Regions from separate parts of the Sus scrofa genome. Here region 1 is linked to region 2. The links are chromatin contacts, called in public Hi-C maps. All regions are on one chromosome and are shown on one strand. Each heading gives the region's core, a stretch centred on a gene start, on an enhancer-like site or on the middle of the called end of the contact. The rest is flanking DNA. Distances are from core to core; before and after follow the strand shown. Region 1 has its middle 19 kb from the start of DUSP7. Region 2 has its middle 25 kb from the start of RPL29.

Evidence for each region. Hi-C and Micro-C count contacts between places; a contact is called where the count stands out from the background.
Region 1: a Hi-C map of skeletal muscle shows a contact between it and region 2, with 6 times the contacts expected there. The contact joins two enhancer-like sites. A contact is called at or near these places in 18 of 47 Hi-C or Micro-C datasets (alveolar macrophages, blood, brain and 9 more) and 1 of 2 datasets of contacts at active chromatin or transcription factors (skeletal muscle).

Annotation. Positions count from the first base shown.
Region 1 is chr13:34,188,266-34,194,890 of Sscrofa11.1, reverse strand. No RefSeq gene overlaps it. Among named protein-coding and RNA genes, the nearest start is that of DUSP7, 19 kb to the left of the region's middle. Within about 2 kb of position 4,765, at least 27 of the 83 cell types and tissues checked have an H3K27ac peak or open chromatin away from gene starts, as enhancers often do. A contact at or near this core is called in skeletal muscle, where this site is marked.
Region 2 is chr13:34,143,364-34,150,344 of Sscrofa11.1, reverse strand. No RefSeq gene overlaps it. Among named protein-coding and RNA genes, the nearest start is that of RPL29, 25 kb to the right of the region's middle. Within about 2 kb of position 3,609, at least 19 of the 83 cell types and tissues checked have an H3K27ac peak or open chromatin away from gene starts, as enhancers often do. A contact at or near this core is called in skeletal muscle, where this site is marked.

The sequences.
Region 1 (6,625 bases), core at 3,516-6,015, 43 kb before region 2:
GGATAAAGATGATGGGGTACATATATACAATGGAATACTACTCAGCCATAAAAAAGAATGAAATAATGCCATTTGCAGCAACATGGATGGACCTAGAGACTATCATACTAAATGAAATCAAAGACAAGTATCATAAGATCACTAATATGTGGAATCTAATAAAAATGATACAAGACAACTTGTTCACAAAACAGACTCAAAGATTTTGAAATCAAACTTATGGTAACCAAAGTGGAAATGCTGAGCGGAAGGATGAATTAGGAGATTGGGATTAACATATATGCACTATTGTATATAAGATAGATCAGTAACAAGGATCTACTGCATAGCACAGAGAATGCAACACTGTGTAATAACCTATACGGGAAAAAAATCTGAAATGGAATAGACATATATGTACATACAACTGGTTTACTTTTTACACCTGAAACTAACACAAGATACTCCAATTAAAAAAAATATGGCTCTAAGAGGAGAAAGCAGGCTGAAGGGTCTTCCTCTCCAAAGGGCCCTGGGAGTATGAACCAGGGGTAACATTAACTGTGACCACCCCCACCGTGGGGCACCTCCCAGAGCCAGCCACTGCCAATTTCTGTGTAATTCATGGGCAAGCCTCCTCCCTGATCCAGTCTTCAGGTTCCCTGTTTACACAGGTGATGGATGAGAATAATGAACTAGGTAGGGGACCTGGCCCCCAGACTCAGGACTCAGGGATTATGGCCCAGTTCCTAGGTTCCATCCCAAGGGCTGGACAGCCTGGCATCAGGAGAAGCCTAGGAGTCAGTGCCCAGAGCTGAGGGGCCTTGGCTGGGGTGGGGTGCTTGGGCAGCGTGCCTGGTTGGGGCGGGGTGGTCCGTGCCTAGCCCCACTCTGCCCCAGCAGAACGCTTTGCTGCAGCCCCTTGAGGACACTTGCTCTTTCTATCTACCTGCTCAGGGGACTCCCTGCAGTGTCCTCTGTCCCAAGGCTCAGAGAAATTTAGAGTGCTGCCAGGTAAGAGGGCCCCTGGGTGAGCACTGGCTCTTGGTCACAGTTCCATGGTCCGCAGCTCCCTGCTCCTTGCCTGCGTATAGGGATGGTCTGATGATTGATCTGAGGTGTCTTCCAAGGGTCATCAGGAAGGGCCTTGCTCTCTGGCTGCTCCCCCTGCCCCATTCTCCTTTGCTGTTTCCTGCATTGCCCAAAGACACTCCTCACTAGCCCCGCCCCACCCCAATTCCCAAGTCCTGTCTGTCCTCAGCACCACACCTCCGTGAGCTATCTCTGTCCTCCACTCGCATGGCTGCAAACCTGGGCTTGCCAGTAGCTGCTTCTCTTTCCCCCAATGGAGCCCAGCCTAGGGGCTTGGGCTGGTGCTCCTGGTGGAGGAGGAGCAGGAACAAAGGCTGGGCTCAGCTTTTCCTCATACCCCCTGGAGCCAGGCCCCTGCAGCCCTCTCCTCTACCTCTCCCTGGTTGTAAGGTTGCCCCACTTCATTGTCCCATTGGCACCTCTGGGCCAGGACCGTGGGTGCAGTGTTTTCTGCATCTCAGATTCTTTCCCTGGGCTTCATGCCCAGAAGTGGCATTTCCAGGGCAAACACCTGTGCTCTATTTTTTCCAATTGGTTTCCAAAGGAAAGCAGGATCGTTTGTAAGTTCGACTATTATTGTGGCTGATTTACAGAAGCCATGTATCCGCAGTGCCAGGCACCCAGCAAAGTGGTAAGGGCAGAATCATTCCTCAGCTGCAGCCCCTGCTTGGGGCCCGCTGCTCCAGCTGCCCTCATGACAGTCCTGCCTGGGAGTTGCGCTGGTATCTGATCTGGTGGCAGCTCTAACTGCAGTAACATTAATAATAATAACACATAAGCATGACCTTTGCTCGGGGCCAGTGTGTCCCTCTGGTTTTACATGATAAACTCATTCAATCCTCCCTGTAGTCCTTGGAGGGAGGTGCTGATTATCCCCAATGGGCAGATGAGGAAGCCAAGCTGGGAAGGGTCCATACTGGGGTCTGCTTGCACATCTGGCTGCTAAGGAATCCCTGCTCTTGTAAAAAGGGAAGAACAAATCTGACTCCATGGTGAATCTGTTTCTTTTCCCTTAACCTTTGATTCTATGGTTTTTACTACAAGTTAAGAATGTTGCCTGTAGCCTGAAAAAACACAGGATAGCCCCTTCTCAAGGCTCCGGCCTTTAAAGGTATAACACTTTTCCACATACAGAGATAAAAAGTTGCAGAACAGAGAAAAACATTGGTCTTGCTGGAAGTTTAAAGGAACACAGTGACCTGACCTACCTGGACAGCTGCAAGAACAAAAGATTGTGATACCAAGAAGTTTGCAAATGCCAAACACAACCCCTGTCCTCTAAGTATAAAAGAAGTCTGAATTCTAGCTCTGGCAAGGTGCTTCCCTGAGACACTAGTCCACCATCTTCTCTGTCCACTGGCTTTCAGAATAAAGTCGCTATTGCTTGCCCCAACAATTCATCTCTCAATCTATTGGACTGTCACGCAGTGTAGCAGTATAGGCTTGGACTCAGTAACACTCTCAACTATTGCAGGTGCGAGAGGTCCACAGGGGCTTTGACTGCTCCTAATCCCAACAGCACCTGAGCTTCCACCGATACCAACCCCAGGAAAGCAGCACCTTGGGGATGGGGGCCTGTAGCTCCCTTTCTGAAGGGATTGCGAGGCATCTGTGGGCTCCCCGGGAGGGCGGGGCAGGAGAAGCAAAGGAAGAGAGCTGGCATCACCTCGAGGAGCTTGGGAGGGAGTGCTGAGTCAGGACTGTCCCAGAGTGCACAGGTTGGAGGGGGCAGAGACTCAGGGGCAGCCAATTCTAATAGGTAAGGTGGGCTGGGAGGATTCCCAGAGAAGGGGCCATCTTGTAAAGATGAAGTTTCCACTGCTCCTGACTCCAGGCCTTTGTACCCGTGATTTCCTCCCTTTAACTATCTGTATTGCCCATGGCTCCCTTCAACGGGCTATCTCTGTCTACTCTTTCTCTGAGTTTGGCTCAAATGCCTCTTCCTCCAGGAAGTCTTCCCAACCTCCTCCCCCAGCTGAGGTTCTGGTGCCTCCTCTGGTTCCCATGGCCCGTTGTGCAGCCCCATCCCCTGGGGGCCTGGCTGGCCAAGGTGCTACGTCCAGCTGGGCATCATCGGCCCTCTGACCACTATCTGGGACACCTCTGGGAACTTGCCCGGCTCTGGATGTCAGGCCTGTGTGGCCTGTACACACAGAGATGTTGCATGTGCCCAGTGCACACGCCTCCCTGTGTGTTCTCACGCGTTCAGGCATTGCTGATTCTGCGCCTGCCTTTGGAGATGCTGAGGAGGGGGACTGGGCACCCTGGCACCACTGACAGGACCTCTTGCCTCTGCAGCCTCTGTTCTCACTGCTTCTGTGCCCACCATGGTTGCCTGCCCTCCCCTCTGGTTCCAGGCAGAGCTCCTGTTTATAAATATCTGCCACTGCGACAGCTAAGTGGAGGGGTCTGGAGGCCACGCTAATTGATTAATTAAACCCTCTCGGTTAATTAGCTCCATCCCTCCAGGGAAAAAAGTCTAGAGCTGGAGCCAGAGCCTCCTCTGGGCTGGGGGAGGTATAATTAGCCTAGGTCAGGCTGAGCCTGATGCCAGCTGCTGGGGGCAGCGGAGAGCCTGGGAGGAAAGCAGTTCAGGGCACCGGAGCCAGCCGGGCCACCTGGGGTGGGGAGGGGGGGGCTCCAGCTTCAGCCTGAACCAGCCGTTCCTGATCACTCTGCCCAGCCTGCAGGCTTTTCACCTGAGCCCCAGAGGAGGAGGGGAGAGGTGAACCCAGAGGGGCAGGATCTGTGGGAGCAAAGAAGTGGAGGCTGGCCTCGGGACGATAAAAGTGACTTTACTTGGTTAACGCTCCCATACAGGGGCTGAGGAAGGCTCCAGTCTCTAGAAAGACCCTCTCACCTGTGCTGCTCCAGCACAGTGAAGGTCTTGAATGCCAGCACAAGAGATGGAACTTTCTCTGGATGGTGAGGACATGACAGGTTTGAGGCCCAAGAGGGACCTGATCAGGTTTGGGTTTTGGAAAGATCTTGGGGAGGGGGAACTGCTCAGGAAGGAATGGATTAGAGGGACAGGAAGGGGTGGGAGCTGGCAAAGTTGGAGGGGCCTTTAGGGGCCCAGAGAGGGTGGGGTCCATCAGGTGTGGGGACAAATGAGGAGTTCTAGCCAGGGTGTAGCAGACCAACTAGTGCCGTGTGGCCCACCCAGTGCCCTTTTCTGGGCCACTCTCCCCTCACCTGCAAGGTTGGGGGAGGGGTTCCCTGAGGGCACAGCCATGTGATGTGAAGTCACCACTGTTTCCGTGTCCCAGGACAAAGCACCTGCTCTACCTCCAAGCTCTCTTGGCACTTAGGCATCCTTAAGTATGCAAAGAGCAGAACCCAGCCCCAACAATGATCTGTAACAACATGACTACAGACCTGAGGAGCCCAGGGGAGGGAGGGGGACACCTTCGGGAAGACGCCTGTATACCCTGTGCTCGGCTGGCCCCAGGGAGGGAGCTGACCATGGGTAGGAGGCCGGGAGCCCAGGACACTCTGACCGCCACAGCAGTAGGCAGGGCTGCAGCCTTGGCAGGAAGCCGACCCTGGGCCGGTCCTCCAGCTCCCTGAGTGGCTGCCCAAGTGGGAACAATGACCCTTTCACGTCACGCCTCCTCCAGTCACAGCAACTTTGGCGCCGCAGGACAAAGGGGCCGTTTCATCATTGTTGGCCTGGATCAACAGCCCGCCCGCCCGCCTGAGCCCTTCTGCCCCCACCTAGCCCAGGCCTGGGGCAGGGAGGCCGACTGCCCAGCCTGGCCAGAGCCTGGCACCTTCTCCCCATCTGGCTCAGCCACATCCTTCCTGGAGGCCCTCCTTGCCTTCCTTACCTTTCCCCTTTGGGCTCAGTCAGAGCTGGGGCAGAACCATGCTATTGGGACCTATGAGGACACAAGGCTCTTCCCCAAGCCGTCCCCTCCTGAGTCTGGGTCTCCCTCTCTCTGTGAGAGGTCTCCGAGGCTCCATCCCCATCTGTCACCCTGACTCTGAGGGCTGAAACTTTCTGCTTATGCCCCTGCCCTCAACCAGTGCTGGCCCTCACTGAGAGCACAGAGGGGCAAGGAGCCCCTGGCCCACAGGGTGGGAAAGCAGAGGAGGTCTCTTGGTCTGAGTGCTCACTAAGGCCCTGCTTAACCTCTGCTCCCTGTGACTTTTTGTGGTGTGAGCTAATTCCAAGGCCACCTTGCTCATCCTTGGGCTGGTCTCACGTCCATGAGCACCTGGCTATATATGTACCTATATAAACACATGGGCCAGGGCTCTCTCCAGGGCAGGTTCTCCCCACTCACAGCCCTGCCTCCTGCCTCCTTTGGTTAGGGACTGGGGATTGGAGCCCTGAGCCTCCAGGCTTCCTCTTTATCCATTTGGCCAAGGTTGGCTTCCTAAGAGGGAGAGAGGTGGGGCCTTGGGGAAGAGGTTCCTGTCTGAGAAATCAAGACAGAACCCGCACCTCCTACCCCCTGGGTCAGAGCTGTGTCAGGGAGCAGCCCGACAATCCAGACATAAGGGGCCCAAGGCAGGGCTGTGGGACAGGGTGGGGGCCTTGTGGTGGGTGCCCGCAGCCTTGGGCCTGTGGGCAGCCCTGATGTTGGTAACTCACCCCCAGTGGGGTGCAGGGAGAGTCCAGCTGCTGGGTGCCAGCAGAGGGTGAGGATGCAGACAGTTCATCCAGGGGGCTTGGGGTCACCCCTGGGCACATCTGCATGACATAAACCATTTAAGCAGCCAGCTCTTGAGAAGGCCCCACACTCTGGGCCTGGATCACCCCTTCTGCTCAAGGAGGACACAGGCTCTTTCTCCAGAACTCCCAGTGGGCCAAACTGGGAGGGTCCTGATGCTGGGGTGGGGCAAAGCCAGGGGCATATGTGTACCACAGATTTCCCCATTTCACAGATGAAAAACCCTAAGGCTCAGAGGGTGAAGTGGTCAGTCTAAGCCACAGAGCAGATGAGCGGGAAAACACAGCCTCAACAACTGGGGAGGAGGGAGCCAGAATTTGGGGCTAGTCGCTGCTGGCGCCTGGTCTCCGGGTGACCCGCCTGGGTGCTGGGCAACAGGCTGGCTGTTGAGGGCAGACATAGTGTGTATGGCTGCAGGGAACGTGCAGGGCCAGGCCTGCACCCTGGTTCCTACAGCTGCCCTGCCCTGCCTGGCCTGGCGGCACTGCACACACACTGCCCATTTGCCCTGCCTCACTTCCTCTGACTAAGACTAAAGAATCACCCCTTCAGGGGACTGGAGCCTGGCACCCGTCAGCAGGAAATGCCTGGCCCAGCCCTCTCCAGAGCCTGCCTGCCCTGCACCACCACCCCTCCTCAGCCCCAGTCTGGAGTCCTAGGAATATGTGGGGGTGGGGCCGCTGCCTTGGGTAGAAGGTGTCAGGCTCAGCCTGGGAGTGGAGGCAGGTGCTGTCCCACCCAAACCTAGTCAAGGGCCCTTTCCGCCCCAGCAGCCCATCTTGTTGACCTCCAGCCTCAGAACCCCTGGCGCCTTAGGCCTCTCCCAACCCCCTCAAGCCCAGGACTCTGGGTGGGGATGGGGCGGGGATTAAGGG
Region 2 (6,981 bases), core at 2,360-4,859:
AGTTAAGAGTGGGGCCTGGTGATGGTGACCTTGGTGGCCCGGAGCTCTGCCCAGGATCGGCTCAGCAGAGTTGGTACAACAGGACAGGCTGAGACGCTGTTCCACTCACAGCTGTGTGGCCTTAGGCCGGGAGTGCCACCTCTCTAGGCATCTGTTTGCTTGTCTATGGACTGGGCACACAGCAAAATTTCAGTATTTGATGAACACATGAATGAATAAGAAGCTGGTCTAGAGGGTGTGCAATCCCTGTGACTCAAACCCTCTAAAGTTTCTCTCCTCATTCAAGCCACAAGGCTCTCTGCCCAGGTATGTGCCAGCAGAGATGGCCACTGGCCTTGGGATGAGGTGGACAGAAGCTCTGGGAATGGTCAGGGCAGGCAGGAGCTACAGCGGAGCTGAGAAGCTGGGACCTTGATGGGGTGATGGGTGACAGAGCCTTGGAGGGAAGGCATAAAGACTTCAGGATGACAGGTGGAGTGTCCATCCCTGAACATTCCTGGTGTGCGAGAACCCCAGCCTGCCTGGGGGCAGCACGCCGTCCCCAACTTCCCCACACCCCAGCAGCTTCTCCTGAAACCTGCTCGGCTCTAACCGTCTGTCACCGGGGCTGGTGATTCACACGCTCCGTTCCTCTTTCCTCTTCCTGACTAATTATAGCTCCTGCGTGTTTTTCCCCCTGGAAAAAATGTCTTCTTAAAAAAATATATCCCCAAGCCAGCAGTGGTTAACTTGGTGAGCAGTGTGCAATTCAGATGTACTCTGAGGACGGGAGGGTTCCTGGTGTGGGGAGATGTCTTCTGTCCAAAAGAGGAAGGGACAGGCGTGGGACTCGGGGTGGCTATGGGACACTTCAAGTAGCAGAAGCTCTGCCCACCCCCCACTCCACCTGTTATGACTCTGGGGACCCTGAGGAATTGCAGTCACAGTAACAGTAATGGGGACTCTATGGAGCACTGTGTGCTGGGCACAGTGCCAACTGTTCACTACGTGCATTGACATCTCTCCTCTGACACCTGCTGAAGTAGGCCCTGCTGGCCCCACTCTGGACAAGAGGATATGAGCTCAGAACCCTCCTGGGGTCACACAACCATCTGTGGTGGGGTCAAATGTGAAGCCTGGGGCACCAGGAGTTGTGGCAGGTAGGGACCAGGGCCAGTGGCCTGAGAAGAGGGAGGCCCAGGGCCATTAGCCCCTCCAGGCACATGGCCCTCTGGCCTGTTTCTCCCTCCCCCGGCTTCTGGGAATCCAGCAGTTCCTCTGGAACTGGGCCAGAGTTGAGACCACAAGTGTTGTCTGAGCTCTTCGTGGGGCCCAGTGAATACACGTTAGAGCAGATGTCTGAGCAGGCGCCCTGGCCAGGTGGGGAGGGGAGACACTGCTGGGACCTGGTTCTAGAGCAACAGAGACAGAGAGGCCGAGATATGGGAGACCAGGTCAGGGAGCCAGACAGAGATAGAGAGAGGGGCAGAGATGGAAACAAACAGAGAGACAGGGTCAGGTCTGAGTCAGAACCCAAAGGACCAAGATAACCCCAGAGAGAAGAGACAGAGACACAGGGCAGGGGACTGAGGCCCAGACTGAGCAGCAGGGACAGCTGCAAAGGGAGAGGACCCCAGACCTGGCATGGCCAAGGGGCTAGATCAGCCAGAGAACCAGAGGCCTGGGGACTAGGAAAGAGTTGGGAGGGAGGGATTGTTGAAAAAATGGTGAGGAAAGAGATGGAGGCCCAAGACCGCATGAGGTCAGGCTCTGCTGGCAGGGAAGGGTGGCTGTGGACACTCCAGGCCTGGTGTAGGAGTTGGGAGCATGAGGCCTCCTCATTTCTATCAATCCAGGAAGACTGCCTGGGGAGGTGGCTCCAGAGGGGGTGAGCACATGGGCATTAGGAGAGCTGAGGTGCATGGATCAAATGAGCAGGGTGGAGGCAGGAGGGGGGCATCCCAAGAGGGCTCCCCTGGAACCACCTCTCTGAAGCTAGCCTGTGCCCCCCTCTCCACCAATGCCAAGGCCAAGACCCACTCCAAGGGCTGAGGAAAATCCAGGCAGAGCTAGGCCTCTACTTTTCTCCTGGGGAGGAGTTTGTGCGGTCAGCCTGAGGCCAGAGGCCTCCTGCCTTGTCCAGCAGAGCCACCAGCCTCCCAGCAGGGAACAGGAGGGAGGCAGGTTCAGTGGGCAGCCTTCCCTGGTGTCAGGCTGGGACAACCCCCCACACCCCATTCCCCACCAGCCATTAGGAAAGACACCCCCTCTACAGCCCCCAAGGCTAGGGGTCTGTCCCACTCAGACTTCTCAGGCAGAGCCAGGAATCTCTCAACTTAGGACAGGACTGTGCTTCCTTCCCCTGACCTTCAAGGCAGGGCCTGTGCTCCCCTCAGACCCTCCAGGCTAAGGGAGGACCCCTTCCCCAGGCCCCTCATCCCACTTTGCCTTGGCAGCCCAAGAGGTGTCGACAGCCCTGCTAACCACAGGCAGGCTGGCCCTGGCTCCAGCCATCACCTCCCCCCAAGTCCTCTGGACACCTGACACGGCTGCTGCCTGCCCTGGATCAGGGCCCAGTACCCAGGGCCTGTAAGCCAGGCAGCTGTCGCGATTTCCGGCTCAGGGGGCCTCCAGGGCTAACACCTCTTAGCCACTTTCTCATTTTGACTCTCCCGGCCAAGTCTGGGCTTTTCTGGGGTCGGTGTCTGGATCCTGGAGCATCTGTCATGGGAGGGGAGGGAGTCACAGCAGGGAGCAGGTGGCCTTGAGTGGCCTTGAGCCCAGAAGACCAGCACAGGCTCCCAGGATATGCCCTTGAGCCTTAGGGATGAGGGAGGAAGTGGCTGCCGACCCCTGGGAGGGGGGGTTCACCAAGGCAGGAGGAAGGTGTCCCTGTAGGCCCCTCATTATTGGTCCAGCCACCCAAGAGGGCTGGGGACACTATGGCGATCAGGGCATTTTGATGGAGACACCTGGTTTACGGATCCCTGAGATAAACCAAGAAACCTCCTTTTATAATGACATAACAGGGTAGGGTTTGGAGTCTGACAAACCAGGTCTCTTCAGCTCAGGCTCTGGAGACATGACCAAGCCTCAGTTTCTTCGTCCATAAAATGGTGCTTCCAGTAACTCCTTTCTCAAAGAATGCTGTGAACAATTGAGATTTCACACATGAAACTGAAACATGAACGGCTCTGCTTTAGCAGCTCAGGTCCCACCAGAGGCTCCAAATTCCTCCCCAGAATCCCCTCAGGGCCCCTCCCCATAGGAGAAGATAGGCAGCCCTCAGACCCTTGGTGCAGCCTGGGGCAGACTAAGCTGAGGTCTGAGGGGAAAGACAAGGCCTGGGTGGGGATAAGGAGCTAGGAGAGCCGGGTGGTGGTCCCCTCCTGGGTGGGACTGCTGGCCAGCCCACAGTCCCTTACCTCGGGCCTCTGAGCCACAGGGATTGGACTGGCTGAGCACCTCAGTCACCCTCTGCACCCCCACCCTGGCTCCAGCCTCCTTCCAGGCCAGCTTGGCCTTTGGCCCCAGCTCCTCTGACAAGAAGAGAGGGAGGACACTGGGCCACCCTCATCTCAGACCATTTTTAGCCCCCAAGGAACTCGGCGTCCTCCCAGCAAGGGTGCGTGGGTCGTAGCTGGGTATTAATAGCTCAGTTGACTGGGACTTTCGCAGCCAAACCCTGGAGGCCTTGCATCCTGGGCGGGCTGGGCAGCCCTCTCCTCGTCCACACATCCTCCACTGGCTCTCGTGCATTCCTGTCCCCCAGGTCTTCTCTCACCTCCCTGCAGCCCTCACCCTCTTACACATGCTGGTTCCCCTCTTGGCTGAATCTCCCTGTGCTCCCCTTGGGGAGGAGGAGACCTCCTGGGTCAGGGCCCCAGCAGTGGGTGAATGGCTGAGACTGGTCCATGACCAGGCCCCGTGGGAGATGAGAACAGAGAGGCCTGTGATAAGGCTTCCTCCTTGGCACCCTTCTCTGCCTGCTGGCCTCTCATTCCTGCTTGCCTCCTCCACCCCAACTCCCCCACCAGCTGCTGTGTGGGCTCATCCCCAAATCTCTGGTCATGCTGGGCCCAGAACAGAGAAGAGGCAGGAAAACTCAGCTGGCAGAATGGAGGCCTGGAAAATGTGCCCAGGACGATGCTGCCTGCACATGGCTCAGGTGGGACAGCAGATGCCTGAAGAGCCTGAAGGACCGCCTCTCGGGGCAGTCTGGGAAGTGAGAGGACCCTGGGCAGTGACTGGGGACCTAGGGCCTCGCCACAGTTCTTCTTCTGAGACCCCCTCCAGAAAGATCAGCACACAGCTGATGTTAACCTCTGACCTCTGACCCTACCTCAGCCTGAGTCCTGACCTTGACCCCAGAGAGCCTGGCTCATCAGGTTCTGAGTCATGGCCCCTGCCCTCTGAACCCTGACTCTAAGCCAAGACTGGACTTCTGACCATTGGACAAGACTGAAGCTCAACCCTCTGATCTCTGACCTCAGCTCCAGTTTAAGTCTAAGCCCTTAAGCTCAAGTTGAATGTGGGCCACCATCCTCTGGTTCCCACTCCAGACTGAGTATTCAAGCCAGTTCCAGGTTTAGCAAGGACTGGTCCCTTCTTGCCTTTCTGAGCCTCAGTCCTGAGCTTATCCAGTCTCCTAGCTCTCTACTCAGCCTGGAGGAGGCCCTGAGTGCTCCTCACAATCCCTCAGCCACCCCCACCCCAAGTTTTGAAGCAAGCTGACACAAGGAGCACATCACACTAGGCGATTTATGACTTGGACGAGCAGAGGCCTGAAACATATGCTATTTCTGGGCTGGATCTTGTTGTTTGGACCAGGGGGAAACACAGCCCACAGCAGAGGGAAGGGAAACACAGATGGGCAGATGGGCCCTCGTGTTCCCAGACACCACATGGTGGGGCACAGGGGCCCCAGGTGACCTGGGGCTGGGGCCATGCTCTTCTGGGGCAGATAAGCAGATGTGCCCATTCTGACCTGGAGGAAACAAATCATGAAAAATGGGACACTCTCCCCAACTCCTGCACATCGTTTTCTTTCTAGCTGCAGATCCCATACTCCCAGCAGCTCAGAGTGGAAACTGGGTCCAAGTCCCATCTCTCCTCTCCACAGACTGTGAGCCCTGGGGCAGGTCGCTTAGCCCTGGCCTCCAACAACGTCAGCAGCCTCATCTGTAAAATGGGGATGTGACGCTACTTCCTCGTGGGGTTCTATGAGGACAACCAGAATCTCGGCGGCAAAGGCCCTGTGCATGCCTGGCACATGTCAAGAGCTCACTATAGAGGCGCTCCTAAGATTTTATCAAAGATCAAAGCCCAGCTGTTCCATTTGGAGGGTCAGTAGCCTCCCCCTTCCATTCCCACTGCAGGATTCCTGGGGGACACAGTTTGGAAACCCTTGACCTAGATTCTGGGCTGGCAGTAGGACCAAAAGTAGCATTAGCTGATGATTACAGGAGCCGGAACAGCATGGAATTTGTCAGCGTGGAATTAGGTCACAGAATTCTTAAAACAGAGGAGCCACAGAAGCCAAAAAAACTCAACATCTGAAGGCATAGTGATCTCCTGGGCCAAGAGTGGTGCGGGCCAACCAAGAAAGGATGGATTCCTGGCCTTGGATAGCAGACTAGGGCACCATCACATGCCCATGGGCGTTTCCTACATGTCCTGGAGCATCCAGAGAGGTGGAGAGCCTCCAGTTGCACCACCATCTCCAAAGCCCCACATTTCCTGGAGATTTCCTGCTTTCCCACTGTCACTCTGCTCAGGTGACTGGAAGGCCAGCTGCTCCTGGGCCTCCCTTCCCAGCCAGATTACCTCTCTGACCCCTCCCAGGGGCCCTTGGGGGCAAATCCCAGGGGCCATCCCTGCTGCCACCAGAGGCCCTGCAGAGGCTTCGGACACACTGGTGACCTTAGGCCTAACCTTTTCTCAAGAGCAAAGCGAAGGAGCTGGCCCTGTGGGAAGAAGGTGAGCACCGCACACTGGGGACCCACTGCACCAGGCGTTTCATGTCCATCACCTCTGATTCAGGAAACAGAGCTGGACGGGGGAGTGACATGCCCAAGGCCATGCAGCTGGGAAATGGCAGGGGGAGGATTTGCCCTAAAGCTGCTGCCCTGAGAGGAGAGGCAAGAAGTGAAGTCCCAGGAGTGGACAGGCTATCCTCTGTGCACAGCAGCAGAGACCTACAGCCAGTACAGTCTGCTCCCTGATCTCTGGGGGCTCCCAGCCTCCACCATGACCAGCTGAGCCCCCACCCCTGGTGCCATTCCCACTCGACCTTTCCAGGTGGCTAATGAGGGCCCCAGCACCACTCAGTAATTGGCTTCATTAGGCGGCTGGGGCTGCCCAGGGGATGGGGTGGCGGATGCTGGGCCCCATGGGGACAGGCCAGACAGCCTCCCGTTAATTACCTGAAAAATCAGACAATTAGGCCTCCTGCCACCCGCCTGCCCACGTCCTGCTGGCCCCTAATTACTGACGGCTGCTAAGCAGACCGGGAGTGACCTGGATTTGGACTGAGGACCAGCCACTGCCATCTCTCCCATCCCCCACTCTGCATCTATCACAGGCTACAGACACAGAGAGCTGGGAGGAGAGTTCTCTCAGGGATCTTCCTCTGGTCCCCCTTCCCCACCCATTATGTCTCCTGCTGAGGGCAGCTCTGGAAGAGAAGAGATGGATGCCGGGAGCCCCAGTGGTACTCAGGGAAAACGGGTGGGCTGCTAGGGAAAGAGTTGACCCAGAAAGGGGGGTCCAAGAGGTGTGGGGGCTGATGAAGTGGCTGACCTCCCCCTGGGCCTGGCTCCTCCAGGGGAAAAAAATGCTGAATTGTGTTCAGGAGTAGGTTGGAGCAGAGACGATGAAGCTGAGAGCTTTCCTGTGAGCCTGGCCCTGTGAGGCTGCAGGGAGACCTGGGCCTGCCCTTGGGGAGACCCCCTCACTCAGAAAGAGATGGACCTAGATGAAGTATGACCAGGGTACAGCTTG